Regions from separate parts of the Anas platyrhynchos genome. Here region 2 is linked to region 1. The links are chromatin contacts, called in public Hi-C maps. All regions are on one chromosome and are shown on one strand. The core of a region is the stretch at or near the end of the contact, and the rest is flanking DNA. Distances in the headings are between cores, read along the strand shown.

The links. A called contact is a pair of places that touch in the nucleus more often than the background predicts.
Region 2: a contact with region 1 is called in a Hi-C map of subcutaneous adipose tissue, with 4 times the contacts expected there. The contact joins two enhancer-like sites. A contact is called at or near these places in 3 of 8 Hi-C or Micro-C datasets (F1 follicle, skeletal muscle and subcutaneous adipose tissue).

Annotation. Positions count from the first base shown.
Region 1 is chr3:38,198,516-38,205,314 of IASCAAS_PekinDuck_T2T, forward strand. It overlaps LOC119716379 (a long non-coding RNA gene), which reads left to right. Exons shown (of 2, transcript XR_011808179.1): 1 at 1-6,117. Among named protein-coding and RNA genes, the nearest start is that of TRNASTOP-UCA, 15 kb to the right of the region's middle. Within about 2 kb of position 2,751, at least 6 of the 8 cell types and tissues checked have an H3K27ac peak or open chromatin away from gene starts, as enhancers often do. A contact at or near this core is called in subcutaneous adipose tissue, where this site is marked.
Region 2 is chr3:38,690,065-38,696,863 of IASCAAS_PekinDuck_T2T, forward strand. No RefSeq gene overlaps it. Among named protein-coding and RNA genes, the nearest start is that of PPP1CB, 35 kb to the left of the region's middle. Within about 2 kb of position 3,812, at least 4 of the 8 cell types and tissues checked have an H3K27ac peak or open chromatin away from gene starts, as enhancers often do. A contact at or near this core is called in subcutaneous adipose tissue, where this site is marked.

The sequences.
Region 1 (6,799 bases), core at 1,501-4,000:
ATCGGCCCTTATTACACCAGGAGAAGGAGATGGGTGAGCTGTAAGAAAACAAAATCCATCCATCTCCTCTCATTTTGGGTGATGTCCGAGAGGAACAGCAGAGCTGCAGACAGTGCTGGGCACAGAAGGAGCATCCGCTTGCCAAGAGAGAGCAGCAAGGCAGAAGCAAGATGAAAGCTGAGACTGGAGATGTGGGTGCAAAGCTGGGCACGTCTTGAATGGTGCCACCAAGCAGGGCCATCCTCCAGCTGTCTCAGCTGCAGTTCAGCATGTGTTGGTAGAAAGCAGAGAGCCCATAAAAGCCATGAGAGTTGTTTGCAGAACAGTACAACTGAGGAAAGAGGCAGCTGGGGCATTCTGCATGGCAAAGGGCACCGGGCTCTGTCCACGAGCCAGCTGCCAGCCATTCACATTGCTACAGGTGCCCACAGGTGGAAAGAGGCTGCTGTCACCTTAACAGATAGATTTATAGAGAACAGCTAGATTTGACAGAGAAGCGCTGACCATGCCAGCACAGGCCACACAAGTGCAGTAAGAAAAAGATGATCCTCTTAACAGCACTGCTGGGCAGCCCCATACCTGTTATAATCAATCCCCTTGGTGCCTGCTCTCACCCCACAAATGATTAGGGCCAATTGGAAAGTCAGCATGTGGCTAAGACACTGAGAACCAGGGAGAGACAGCATTGCCATCACACTTTACACCACGCTTCTTTAGCTGGTGCTGCCAACATTTGTTCCTCTGCAAAAGGGGACCCCAAAGGGACCCCATGAGACCCACGGGGCTGTGGGGTGCATGGGAGCACTTCCAGGGCAGCTGGAAGCTCCAGGACAGCAGGGCAGCCTGGCTCCTTGAAAAGCAAGCAAAAAGGAATGATGACTTCTGGCTAAATGGTCTCTGACCTCCTCTGCTCCAAATACGCTCACTGCAACTGCCTGATGCCTGTTTCTTCTCAAACACCTCAATGGTAGCAATCCCCAGCTGGGATCGCACAGCAGTCCTGAGCCCTGCTGTGCAGCCAGTCTAGAGATACATGGACCATCCACTCTGTGCATCCCACCCCCCAGAGAGGGCCAGCCTACTCATCAGCTGCCTCAGACTCAAAGTCCTTAGGTCAAAGACAAGAAACCTCAAACTACAGAAGGGCAGCATCAGAGAGAAGAGACCCAGGCTCCTGCAGAAGAAAGAGCACTAGGAAACAAGCACTCACTCTCTGCAGAAGGGTAAAATATTATTATGGTTGCTAGTTTGATGGGGGAAAATTCCTGTCTGGAACTTCCCGGCTGCCCAGACAGCCTCTGGGCTCATACCAAGTGTATAAACAAGACAGCTTTTGACATCAAAGAGGGTTCCCACTTCCTCTAGCTGGGCACCCCATCTAAATCTGCTTTTATGAGCATTTTCAGTACTTCCAAGGAAAGTGGGAAAAAAAGCCATGTTCATATTCACTGGGGAAAGAAATTCCAGGAAGAATTTCCAGAAGGAGCAAGTCTGATCCTGCTGCCTTGCAGTTCATCCCTGGCATGAGCAGGGTGCCTCGGTGCGAACAGCCTGGCTGCACTCATGCTCTGACCTGGCTGAGCCAGCCTGGGGGGCTCCTGGCCACAGTGCCTCATGCAGGCCTGGCCAGAGCTCTCAAATTTCCATAAGAAAATACCAGCTGGACACCAGTGATGCCTCACAGAACTGCCAGGACTGCCCAGCAGCCTCACATACCCCACCTCCAGCTCTTCAGTCAGGGGACAACAGTTCTGTGTCCACTGAAGCCATTGGGCAAACCTGTGCTGTGGAGATGCTCTTAGTGCGACAGGGAAGGCTGGGGAGAGACACACGAGTACTGCCTGAGACCTCTGCAGCAGTAAAAATATAGCAGAGTCCTCAGAGGAAGGCTCGGAAGTAAAACACACGGCCCTTAAAATAGCTGGAGAAACAAAGAGTGCTCTCATGACTCAGGGTCTGTGGCCACAAACCAGCCAGAAGCCAGCAGAAGGGGTCCGAGCACCCAGTCAAATGGCACTTGGAGGAGGAGAACAAGACGACCTGTCCTCAGAAGCCTCTGCCCCAAAGGCTTAGATCACTAAACCTGCCAAGGAAGACTTCTCTAACAAGAATAAGTCACAAGCCTGTCATTTGTCCTCTGCTTTCTGAACTCTGACAGCACGCTGCATCTGTGCATTCCCCTGGCTCTTCTAAAAGCCAGGGCCAAATGCTGAAACCTTTATCGGTTTCTTACAACTATGGACAGTTACTGGCAAGCTCTCCACCAGAAATCCCAGTTGGAACAGTTCTGCAGGCAGCGTGGCTATATAAACAAGGATGAAAACGGCCTTGGGAAGGAGGAAATGAGTTCGGGATCAGAAACAGCAAGCTCTGCATGCAAGCACGCTAGCACTAAAATTAGTAGGAAAAGGGGGCAGGAGAAGGGATGGGAGCGGAATAATGTCACGGACATTTTACCACACACTCCTCCCTGACGTCCCTTTGCTTCTAGGGTAAAACCTCTGAGCTAGGAGGCACTGTCAGAGCAGAGGCAGGGGCTGGCTGGCTCCTGTCCTATAAACCTGACCCACGGAGGGTCCCCGGCTGGGAGAAACCCAGTGAGAAGCCGTGCAGGCTTCATCTTGCCTGTGTTACACACGAGCCGTCCCCAGAGGGCACAATAGACCACGACTTGGCCTCTACAGCAGCTCAGCCCTTCCCAGCCAGGCCTGGCGGGTGGGTGAGGCGCTTGGGGGTTTTCCCAGCTCTGAGTTCCCGTGGGCTGATGGCAGGAACTGGGATTGCCACAGAGCAGCTCGGAGCCGCTTCGGGCTGACGAGCACATACGCAAGCACCTAGCAGGAAGCTGCGCCTTGCTAGCCAAAGGTCTGGGTGGCTCCCAGGCAGGCAGCCAGGGGCACGATCCCAAGCTCCACATGCTCCCTCCTCAGCGCTTACAGCCCGGGATTGTGTCCCTAAATCCCACCCAGGGCTGCCTTCTCGTTGCCCAGCACTGTGTGAGGGGCACTGCACTTGTCACAGCCCGCCACCAGGGTCCTGGCCCTCCAGAGGTATGGAAGCAGGGCCTCTACCCAGCCTGACTGCACTCGGGTGAGGCAACGCAGAAATAAATTGTCTTAGCTTCCACACCACGGCCAGCATTGCTAGATTTATTCAGTGATAGTTTTCTGGAGTTTGTTTCTGAAAAACTTTTACTACTCAGCTGTGTCCTAGGTCCCTGGTAGGCGAGCAATGAGCCCAGACACAGAGCAATCAGCTCCCCCAGGTGAGCCTGCTCACACCTCACATAGGAGCACATGCAGCAGGTGCGTGGGAGACCCTCATAGGTGTGGAGCAAAGAACAAGAACAATAGCAAATCATCACCACAGCACCAGAGCCATCCCAATGCGTACACGCACATTGCTGCGGGCGGGACAGACAGACAGATACCCAAGTCATACATCACGTAGTGCAGTGGTGGTCCCACCAGACTCACACAGGTAACAAGATACTCATTATGTCAGTGCTCATCACCAAGCCCTGGCCTACGTATTCTGATGCTAATGTGGTGTCTGTGTTGATAGAAATGAAGCTCAGGCTATAGTAAGAGTCAGAGGTTAACAGCCTGAAAGAGGTAAAGAATGGAGCTATGATTAGACCAGACAGATGGGTCAGGTGACTTGGAGCACTGTAATTCTCATCCTCACCAAAGAAATTATGTTCCTGCACATAAACGTAGGTTTGCAGCTGTCAGACACCTTTCTGTGCCACTCACACAGTGAACATTCAACAGCACCGTTCCCAAGAGACGTTACACCACCAGGACCGGTACAACTGAACACACTTGCAGTGGTGTTCCTCTGCAAAATCTATCCAGTGCTTCCATGATTTCATATAGCAAAATTAGCGTAATCTTACAATCTCCAGGTTTAACCTGAAGGCAAAGAGAGCTCTTTTCTACACAGCCTGGTGAAAATTAGGCAGCCTTTGAAAAATTGCTGTTTCATATTTTTTTTTTATTTTTCCCCTCTTATGTTTTGGGTACCTTTGTTCCTAAAAATATAACAAAAATGTTAATTAAACAGAGTTCACTGTTGTTATATGCCACTGTCACGATGGCAGTGATGATACAACGGTGTAATTACAACACACTTTACTTTAGGAAAGTAAAATTTTTACTTTAGGAAAAAAAAACCTCTAAAAGCTCATTATCACCAGGAGTCCACGCTTTTTAGCTAAGGTGGCAGAAGAGTTAAAGAACCAAGGCCCATGTCCACAAAAAAACACAATGCTCCATAAAATGGATCTCAGGAGAAATCAAGCATCTATGTCCAGGCATGCAACCCTTAAACCCCTGCCTAATCCCTTGGGCTCCCAGACTACGTCTATACCAGTAAATTAAACGTGCCTAGGACTGTTCTCTGGCACTGAGGCCCCTGGCACAGGATGGCTTGCACCCATAACATTAAACTCTTTAATCCTTCGAGCAAGACAGTCTGATCCAAAGGGGTTATTGGGAACAGCCCCTGGCCCACGCTGACTCCCTGAGCCATGCCTGGGAATTGTCTGGAAGAGTGTGAACTGGCACGGGCCAAACCCATGGCAAGAATAAATTAACAGGAATCAGCTCATAGCTTCATAGGCAATGGAGATATAGCACCCCTGAACACTTGCTGGCATCCATGTGTCCAGAATCTGTATCACATACAGTATCGATGTGTACACTTATATACTATCTGTATATACTTCTGTAGAATTTTATGTACTTATATCAGGAAAAAGTATCAAGTTTGGCCTGTGTAGGAAGGATTTCTTGGCAGGAGCGTGGTGGATAGGCGTTCACGCTGCTGGCTGACTACTGATCAGCAGTCCCGGCTTCCAAGCGCCTTCATCCCTCCCTTCCGCATTAACCTCGAGTTTCTGCCTTCCCAGGCAATTTTCCCCTGAATCACTGAAAACCTGGGGGTCAATTTTCACAACTGGGTTGCGCGTGGTTCCTCCAAGCTCAGAGGTGTTTGGAGAGCCACTTTTATTGAGATTTGTGTCAATCTCCCTAACCCAAAGCGGCTGCGGGTGGGCACGGGGCTCCCCTCACAAACCCGCCCCCCCCCCCAAAGCCACCCGGGCTCCCGGCAGGGGGCAGCAGCGGCTCGCAGCAGCGCCCGCCCGGGCCCGCGCAACGGCTCTAACGGCCGTAACGGCCGCCGGGGCGAGGCTGCCCGCCCTGAGGCGGCTCGGCGGGGCGAGGGGCAGGGATGAGGGGACGCCACAAACACACACACAGGGCGCTGTCACCCCCAGCAGGGACACCCCAAAGGAGCCCGCAGCTCCCCCGAAACGCCACCACATCGCCGGGCGGCGGTGCAGCCCGTTTCTCGTCAGGAGTTGGGACACCGGGGCCGCTCGCAAGCCCCTGCCAAGAGTTTTCCCATTGTCAGGGCTCGCCGAGTGCCTGCCCCTTCCAACCCCGCTGGGTTACGGGAAGCGCCGCAGCCGGCACTCGGCAGTGTCCCCAGGCCACCTAGGGCAGAGTGGGATTCTTCCAGGAAAGGCACGTTAAGACCCATTGCACACCACAGAGACAATTCCGACTCCTGTTTTGCAGTTTGCAGCTGTTTCCCTTACTGAAAAGGGGTGATCGCATATTTTTGACAGCATAAGCTAGTAGAGAGAAAAAAAAAGCTGTGACACTGTTATCCAAACTCCAGGGCACAGCCTGGTCTGTGGTGACAGAGTTAACCCACAAGCAGATGGACAGGTCACCTGCACAGTGCCACCGCCTCCTCCAAACCCTAGGAAACTTGATGGGGGCAAACAACCAGGGAAACACGCTGTCTAAGGCTCAGAACAAGGCCACAAGAACAAAAAAATGGAGTTACAGGATGAGCTTTTACTTCCCAAACCCTCAGTCACATTTCTGAACCCCTGAGCCTCATTGTTTTCAATACAGCAGCAAGCATCTTAGCACCTGCACAGGGGCTGGATCATCATGAGGAAGGTCACCATGTAGGCACACATTTTAATTATAGATGCTTAAAACAACAATCGGATCTTTTTATGATCATGACCTCAAGTAAAATCAGAGTGCTGATTAACTGGAGGAGGAGAACACACCACTAATGAAGGTGATGAAAGGGGTGGACCGTGAGGTTCATGTTCTCCTTCTTAAGGCTGGTTTATGCTGCAGTTTTGAAAAAGCTAATTAGCTTTTAAGTACTCTAGCTCCCCAAGCTGCAAAAGGGAGAGAATTGCCTTTTGCACAGCAGCAAATGTGAAATTTATTTAAATAAATAGCACTGGCAAGGCTCGTGGAAATTGTCAGATAAAATTTGTCACCTAAGAACAGAGTACAAAGTAAATACAGCCGATAGCTTTATCGTGAGGGGAAATAGCAAATATCTTTGTCTTCATGACGCTGAGAAATATGAAGAATGAACAGATCCTTTTCACATTATTCCTTGCATTCACTTGCTGAAACACTCCTTATTAGATGTTTAATTTGCTACTGAATAGGACTCAAAAGAGCCAAAGTGCTATTTTCCTAGCACATCAAACACAACCCCACAGAGAGCGAAACGCAAACAGAGAAACAACCAGAAGCTTTCTTGTACCATCAAAGATGTAGGAAAAGAAGCAAGGAAAGGTGGCAAACCACAAAGCTTGCCCAACAGAGAGGCCAGGAGAGGGGAGAGAAGCATCAAAAGCAGCCACAGGCATATAGGAGGAAAGCTCTAGTGAGTGGGAGGAAAGCAACGCGTAATACAAAAATAAAGCCCCCAGCCCATTTGGGCACACTCAGATTAAAGGGCAGGGGCCAAC
Region 2 (6,799 bases), core at 2,562-5,061, 490 kb after region 1:
GTATCTGGAACGTTCCTTGCAGTCAGGTTTGTGAGAGAGGAATGCATTTTACACAGACCCGACAGGTAGCATTACAGCTTAGCAAAGCATAGAAGCAAAGCGATACTGTCAATATTGTATTGCTCTTCAACTGGTTTGAATTGTAACTTGGTTCATGATTGACACGTCTCCTTTGTAATGTCCCTGAAGCTACGTGTGAATGTTTGGCTTCAGATAGTCTGGTGGAAAAATCAAGAGCAAGAAAATGTCTCCTTATGTTGGATCAGAGGTGACTACAGCACAACATGTTTTGGATGTCTGTCTCAGTCCGCATGGGCTAATCATGTGCTTCAGAGAATAGTGTAATTTTAATGCAAAACAGAACTGAGCTGAAGTTCATGTTTCAGTGCATATTTAAATACCAGTTCTTTGTGCATCTGAGGAGGCCTGACTGTTAGAACTGCATACTAAGCACGTAGTCCTACTTATCAATAGCAAAAAGCAATTCAGTGAATCAATGCCAGGCTTGAAATATTTGGACACAGCCCTTGATGTTTTTCTCTTCTGTACTCTGCTTGCTTGTGCTAATTAGCTGGAGCATTTTTCAAGGGCACGCTTGGTGCATCTGTATGATTTTTCAGAAACTGATTTTGCTTGCTTTATTCCAAAGGTTGACCAAGGTTTTGATGGCAGCATCGAACCAGGTGGCTGCACACAGCTCATGGGCTTATAACCAAACATTCTTCTTACTGCTTTTATCAGATGATCAAAGCTGAAGGAACCTCAAACCGTGTTGGACCAAACACTCGAAAACCACATGACAGTAAGTCAGTGTTGGGACAATAAATGAGTTACCAAGATAAGCTGCAAACCTGGTACTGTGTGTTGTTACAGGCCTGCCAGGTTCTCATCTTCCAGGGATTTCTAGAACTGGTACTGCCTTGAAGATCCCTCAAGTTGTTAAGAAACACTCAATTATCCAGTTATTTGTTCTGTATGTGCCTTGCTAAAATAAATAATCTCAATGCATTCATTTGTAATAAGGACAAAATTTCATTCTGTTCTCCCCTGTCCTGCTTTAACTCCAGTTAATCCCTATACCTGTATGTTCAAAGACATGAGAATGACAAAGCAATTCAAAAGAAGCTTTCCATCCAGCAGTTGCCAATATGTGGTTATAGTAATCTCTTCCAAGGAAAACTGGTTACTGTCTTGAAACAGCCTGAACACCTGGAGCTTTAGTCTGTGTACTACAGGTGGCCTGGCCCAGCCCCTTTCCTGAGTTCTGCTGCCTTATTTAACTGTATCTGCAGATGAAGCTTTGTGTTTGGATTACTGCAACCTCAAATCTTTGGAGCAACTGTATCAGAGAGCAGGTGCTAACTAGATCCAGCTGCTAATAAAGATCAGAAAAGGTTATTCTGTGTCTTCAGGTGGAAATAAAAGTTTTATGGTAAGATGAGAATAGCATAGTATTCCCTGGCAGAGCTCTACAAACAAGCAGCACACAAATGTCCTGTTGAAGTGTGATAGGCATGCCCAAAGGGTAAGTTTCGGTGTTTGAACTTTATTCTGAGTTACTGTTGAACGCAGGAAGCAAAGCAGATAGGCAGGATTACAGTTTTCTAGTCTCTTACAGATAAGTCATTGGAAAATACTGAATTATATTTGCGGAAAGCAGAATAACTTAGTGAAGCTTTTTCCCCCCTTTGGTAGGAAGTTCTGCCTGCTCATGTTGCTTTAAAGGTTTGAATCTTTGGGATGTGAGAGAATATTCTGGATGCATCTCTAATTATTTAAAAGGCTTAGCTGGGGGGAAAGAAAAGTATCTTGTGGACAAACTGGTGTAGCTTATAACATGATGCAGAGGAACACACAATGTTGATTTTTAAGAAAAGTGCAAAGGACATTAGCCTTGGTGAGTAAATATTTTCCAGTGTAATGATTTTCCCCATTTTGCTTTGAAGTCCCAACCTACATATGGTGTGGTAGGTACAACTGCTTCACATTGCTCCCTCTGGATACTTTCTACAGCATTTGTGCGATTTTATTCTTGTTGAATATCAGGGCGTGTATAAATCAGCAATTTCCTTTAGCTACCCCCCAAATATTTTATATTTGCTTTTTGGGTTGCTATTCCTGAGCAAGCTTTTGCACCTTCATCCAAGATAGAATGTGCAATTTCTGTGAAATGCTGGGAGAGGGAACACGTTACGAGAATTACGTTTTAATGGATATCTTAATTACACCTTTACCACATCTCTAGGAAAATAGATTTTATTAAGAGCGTGGGCTGCAAGGCTGAAGGCCCCAGTCTGTTGAAGGATTGATAGTAAACACCTTATTCCTTTCCTACTTAAGGCTCTTACCTTGAGGTACAACAACAAGCAACCGATATGCTGGTCTTGGAGGCTTTTGTCTTGCCTTTACCAGTTAGGATTAAGAAAATACATCCTATTCCTTGAATCTCTTGTTTGTACTAATTCTATTTAAAGGCAGTTACGAAAAGGACCCCGTCCAGTTGACGTTTTTGTAATTGCTCTAGCACGCAGATGCCATCTAGTGGTTGAAGCTCAGTGGATGAAAAGCTGCAGAACTGGCATTTTACTGCATGTTTATCCAGCACCCGTCTGATAGGCAAACCTCTCCTGATCAGCACTGGAATATATCCACAGTACTTGGCTTCATCAGAGCTCAGAGCTTGCTGCATTGAAACTAGGCTTCCCTCGGTAAGGAGTACAGATTTAGTTCCTGTACGTCTGATAGATCTCCAAGTCTGTTAAAATTCTCTGCGGATTCTTAAGGGGAAAAAGAAAAAATCAAAGCTGCCATAGAAATCATAGAAAGGAATGACCTCCTAGGCTTTGTCAGACTAGATGAAGGTTTCTGTACCCAATCCTGACTGGTTCTCTGGTCTTCCTCAAAACCGTGGGTGTGATTCTTGCCTCTGTCATTAGGCCACAGTGGTAAGTTGGGGTTTTAGCCCTTCATGGGCCATGTGGAACTGCAGGAAGCTTGTATGGGCCCACTCATTCCTATCTTTGTGCTTGCCCTAAAGTGTTAGGCCCTGTCTGCTCCACTAGGGGCCTGTCTCTGCTCACCCACATATGGGTTATGGGCCTCTTCACAGGACATAGTTGGGTTTGGACAGTTGCTCAGCCCTTCCACTTCAAGTGTGATCACCCAGCACAGGGGGCTTCACTTGAAATTACCTGGCCCCCTGACCTGTGCTTTTCTATGGTACAGACAATGAGGCGTGTATAAAGCTGGGAGGGTGTGATAACTCTGAGAAAGGTGTTTCAGCAAAGTCTAGGCTCAGAACAAGCAGATCCTTGCAGCTTTCTGCCAAATAAACACCTCTAAGCATCTGCACCTGATGAGTAGTATGCATCTGTTATAAAAGGTGTTCAGCTTTTGTAGCTGTATCTGGTAGTTGCGATCAAATAATGGCTTGTCCTCGGGGCCCCAGCATGTTGGCTCGAGGTAATGAAGCAGGCTGGGAGGAAATGGAGTTCTGAAGTTGTGGCTGGCTTGGGGAGATGGGATTGAGTGTACCTTGTGGGGCACTGCTGGGAATCATGCAGTCACTTGTCTGTCACGTACTTATGCCCGTCAGGTGTGAGAATGTCCCCATGCAGAGCTGCATATTCTTTTTTTTAGCTGGTAATGGAGAAATTTTAAAGTAAGGACTAAAGTATTTCATCATGTAGATGAACTGCTCTCTAAGAAATATGCTCACTCGTTCAGTGCTTGATACAGACTTTTGTCTGAGGTATCAAAACAGCCAGGAGGTGGCACCTGTGTACCACGAGTAAGAAAAGCATTAGCACATCAGGCAGAGCCTGCAAGGGGGCAGGTTTGCTGTCGAGGCTTTGTCAGTGCTTGCTTAGTCACCCATGTCTGTACAAGCAGGCTTCGTTAGGTGAAGCACTGTGTCCTTATATTACTAGTCTAAATCGAGAACTAATCATTTGTGAGCAGTTATGGTGAGATGTTTTTGAGGTGATTGGACACTATGTTCATACACAGTTACTCCAGCTGTATTTGTGTGGTTATGATTTATGCACGTAAATTTTTTATAGGTCACTTATCTCCCTAGTCATTGTTTGACAACTAGCGTCCTTTTCTTCATAAAAGAAAACCCAAGTGGCTGCAACTGATGATAGTAATGCTTTATGAATAAATGTTTGTTCTGTGCTGCAAATACAATAAACTCCTGCCCCCTCTTCACGTTGAAGTAGTCTGTAAGCAACAATTACTTAAGCAATAAGTACAATCACACACTTTTATGGTAAATAAGTGTCATGGTAGAAAACAAAAACAGCAAGGGACTTTGGCAAAGTGCTTGTGAGGATTTGAGTGAACATGCGAGTCCCTGACTCAGGCCTGCAGTCAGGGTTAGTTGCCTACTTGATGCCCATTCTATACAACATAGGCAGCAATGGCCAGCATTTCCTAAGGAAGATTTTTTTTTTTTTGCCTGGAACTCTTCCAAATATGGTTCTTGCTCAGTCTTTATCTGGTTTCTTTATTTCTTCCTTCACGTTAACCTTTTCAAAGAATGAGCAATAACAGATGTGCTTTCTCTGCCAATATCACAGGCGCTGCTTTGTTCTGGTGTGTTTGCTGACCCATGAATAGCCCTTGGAAGCAGAAAACACACAGTTTCACACCAGTGCCGTCTCATTGACAGTAGCACTGACCTGCCGCAGGGTTAATGTACAGCGTCCTAATTGACCTAGATTAGCTGCTCATCTTCCTACGCTAACAGCTACTGGACATTAACCTCTTCTGTTTCTACTTGTAACCGATGCCTTCAATCAAAACAGGACCATTGTGAGACATGAAAATCACGTTCCTTGCTTGGCTTTGTTACCAGCACCAGGGGGTGACCTGTGCTATGTGTTTGTTTGGCATGCTATAGTGGTCTTGCACGTGGCTGATAGATTATTTTTATGAAGGCTGGGGGTGAACACACTGATGTGGATTCTTCTCACTGGAGTCCCTTGTCAATGTCCTGGTGCTCCTAGCAGCTGTGGAAGATCCCACGTCAACACGTCTGTGAGGTATGAGTTGAACTTCTGAAACTTCACGAGATGCTTTTTGCTATTCCTGTCAACAAGCTTCATATGACTGTAATTCTCTGAAACCTGATTTTCCATTTGTTGTGTATCTGTCCCCATTCCTTAGAAAAGCAGCATGTCTTCGATGTCAGCAACCCATGTTATGGGATTATTGTGCGTCTTTCCATGTAGGAGATTGCACATAATGCCTTGTGCAACTTACCCAGAGAAAAAAATGGAGAGTGAGAACGTGGGAAGGATATATGTGTATTTTTGAAGTAGGCACCTCAGCCTACTGGAAAGTAGGAGTCTCATAGTTTTTACTGGAAAACACTCAAAACTCTTATTTAAAATAATATTTGAAAGTATTTTCATAAGTTTCCCTGTAGGGAAAATTAAAAGTGGTGTGATGCAGTTGGTGCTTACCTCTTGTTTGAGTAAGGCTGAATTTTTTTTCCTTGCAGGAAAATGATGTGTGACTTCAACCAGCTTTAGTGTGTCTGTTTTGGGAGTGCTAAGCTTTGTAGGCCTGGTGGGACATGAGCTGCTTGTATAGTTCCCTACCTACTTAAAGCCTTGTTCTTTATTCTTATGAACACTTCATCCTGAGAAGCTGCATTTATTTCTATTGCCTCTGCTCCCTATTCATTGGATTGTGGCCTCCGGTGACGTCCTGCCTTTACATGCAGGTGTGAGTGGTGTTTGTAGGTCTGTGTGCATATTCTGACTCTTTCTTTGGAGTGGAAATTAGGGTGGCAAGTCTGAGAACCAGTCGCCCCTGACACCGAAGCTTATTAAAAACAGATTTATCATATACGGTCTAATTGCAGTAACATATGGTCAAGGTAACTTGCCCTAATGTGATGTTTGCATGTTCTGCGGTGTGTTAGCAAGTGTCTTACTGGTATCCAGGCTACCAATTTTACAACTGTTCAAGTAGAGGTGTCTATGATTGGTAGTATTGTTCTATAAACAATACAGCAGTGTGAACAATGCCAAGAACATATGCCTCTGAGATGTGTGATGCCATGTATCCTGGCCAAAAAAGTAGATAGTGACCTTTAATATGAAGAGTTCAAAGGATATGCCTTAGCTTGTTCAAATTTGAGCTGCTGCAGTTTAGGAAAATAGCATACAGAAACTTCTCGTGCTCCTTAAGAGGAAATACTTGCTTGAGCTCTGTGATCTGTACCAAGGATGTATTGCTACCTGATATCATTTATATCACAGCTGTTTTTCTCTCACTTTCTCCACCAAGAAAGGCTTGTTCTGGTAAAATGGTGACATCTTCTGTTAACACTTAGTATTTCTCAAGAATTCAGTGTCCATCAGAAAGAGTCACTTGCATTCAAAACAAAACCACCTCTGGAAGCAGAAGGAAAAAACAGGGCTGTTTCCAGTGCCATGTGGCTTGTGTACCAGGCTCTCTTCATCACTCTCAGGTGATGTTCCTGAGAACTATGGAGATGCTGTTAGTTAGAAAAAGAAGTTTGGACAACAAGTCTAAACACCTGAGTAGTTCAGTCTACATACCCTGGTAAGAGAACTTTTCCAAACTTCCTTGGCTTCCTCCTACAAAGTCTGTAGCTCTAATGTAAGTTGTTACCTTCTCATGCTTCTGTTGTGACAGTTTGCACCCTAATTCTGATAAGGGTTAAGCAAGGCTTATTTTAGGAATATTAACTGTAGTCATATACCATCTACCGTTGCTTCCGGGACTTACAAGCATGTGTTTTTCTGTGTGAATATTTCCACTA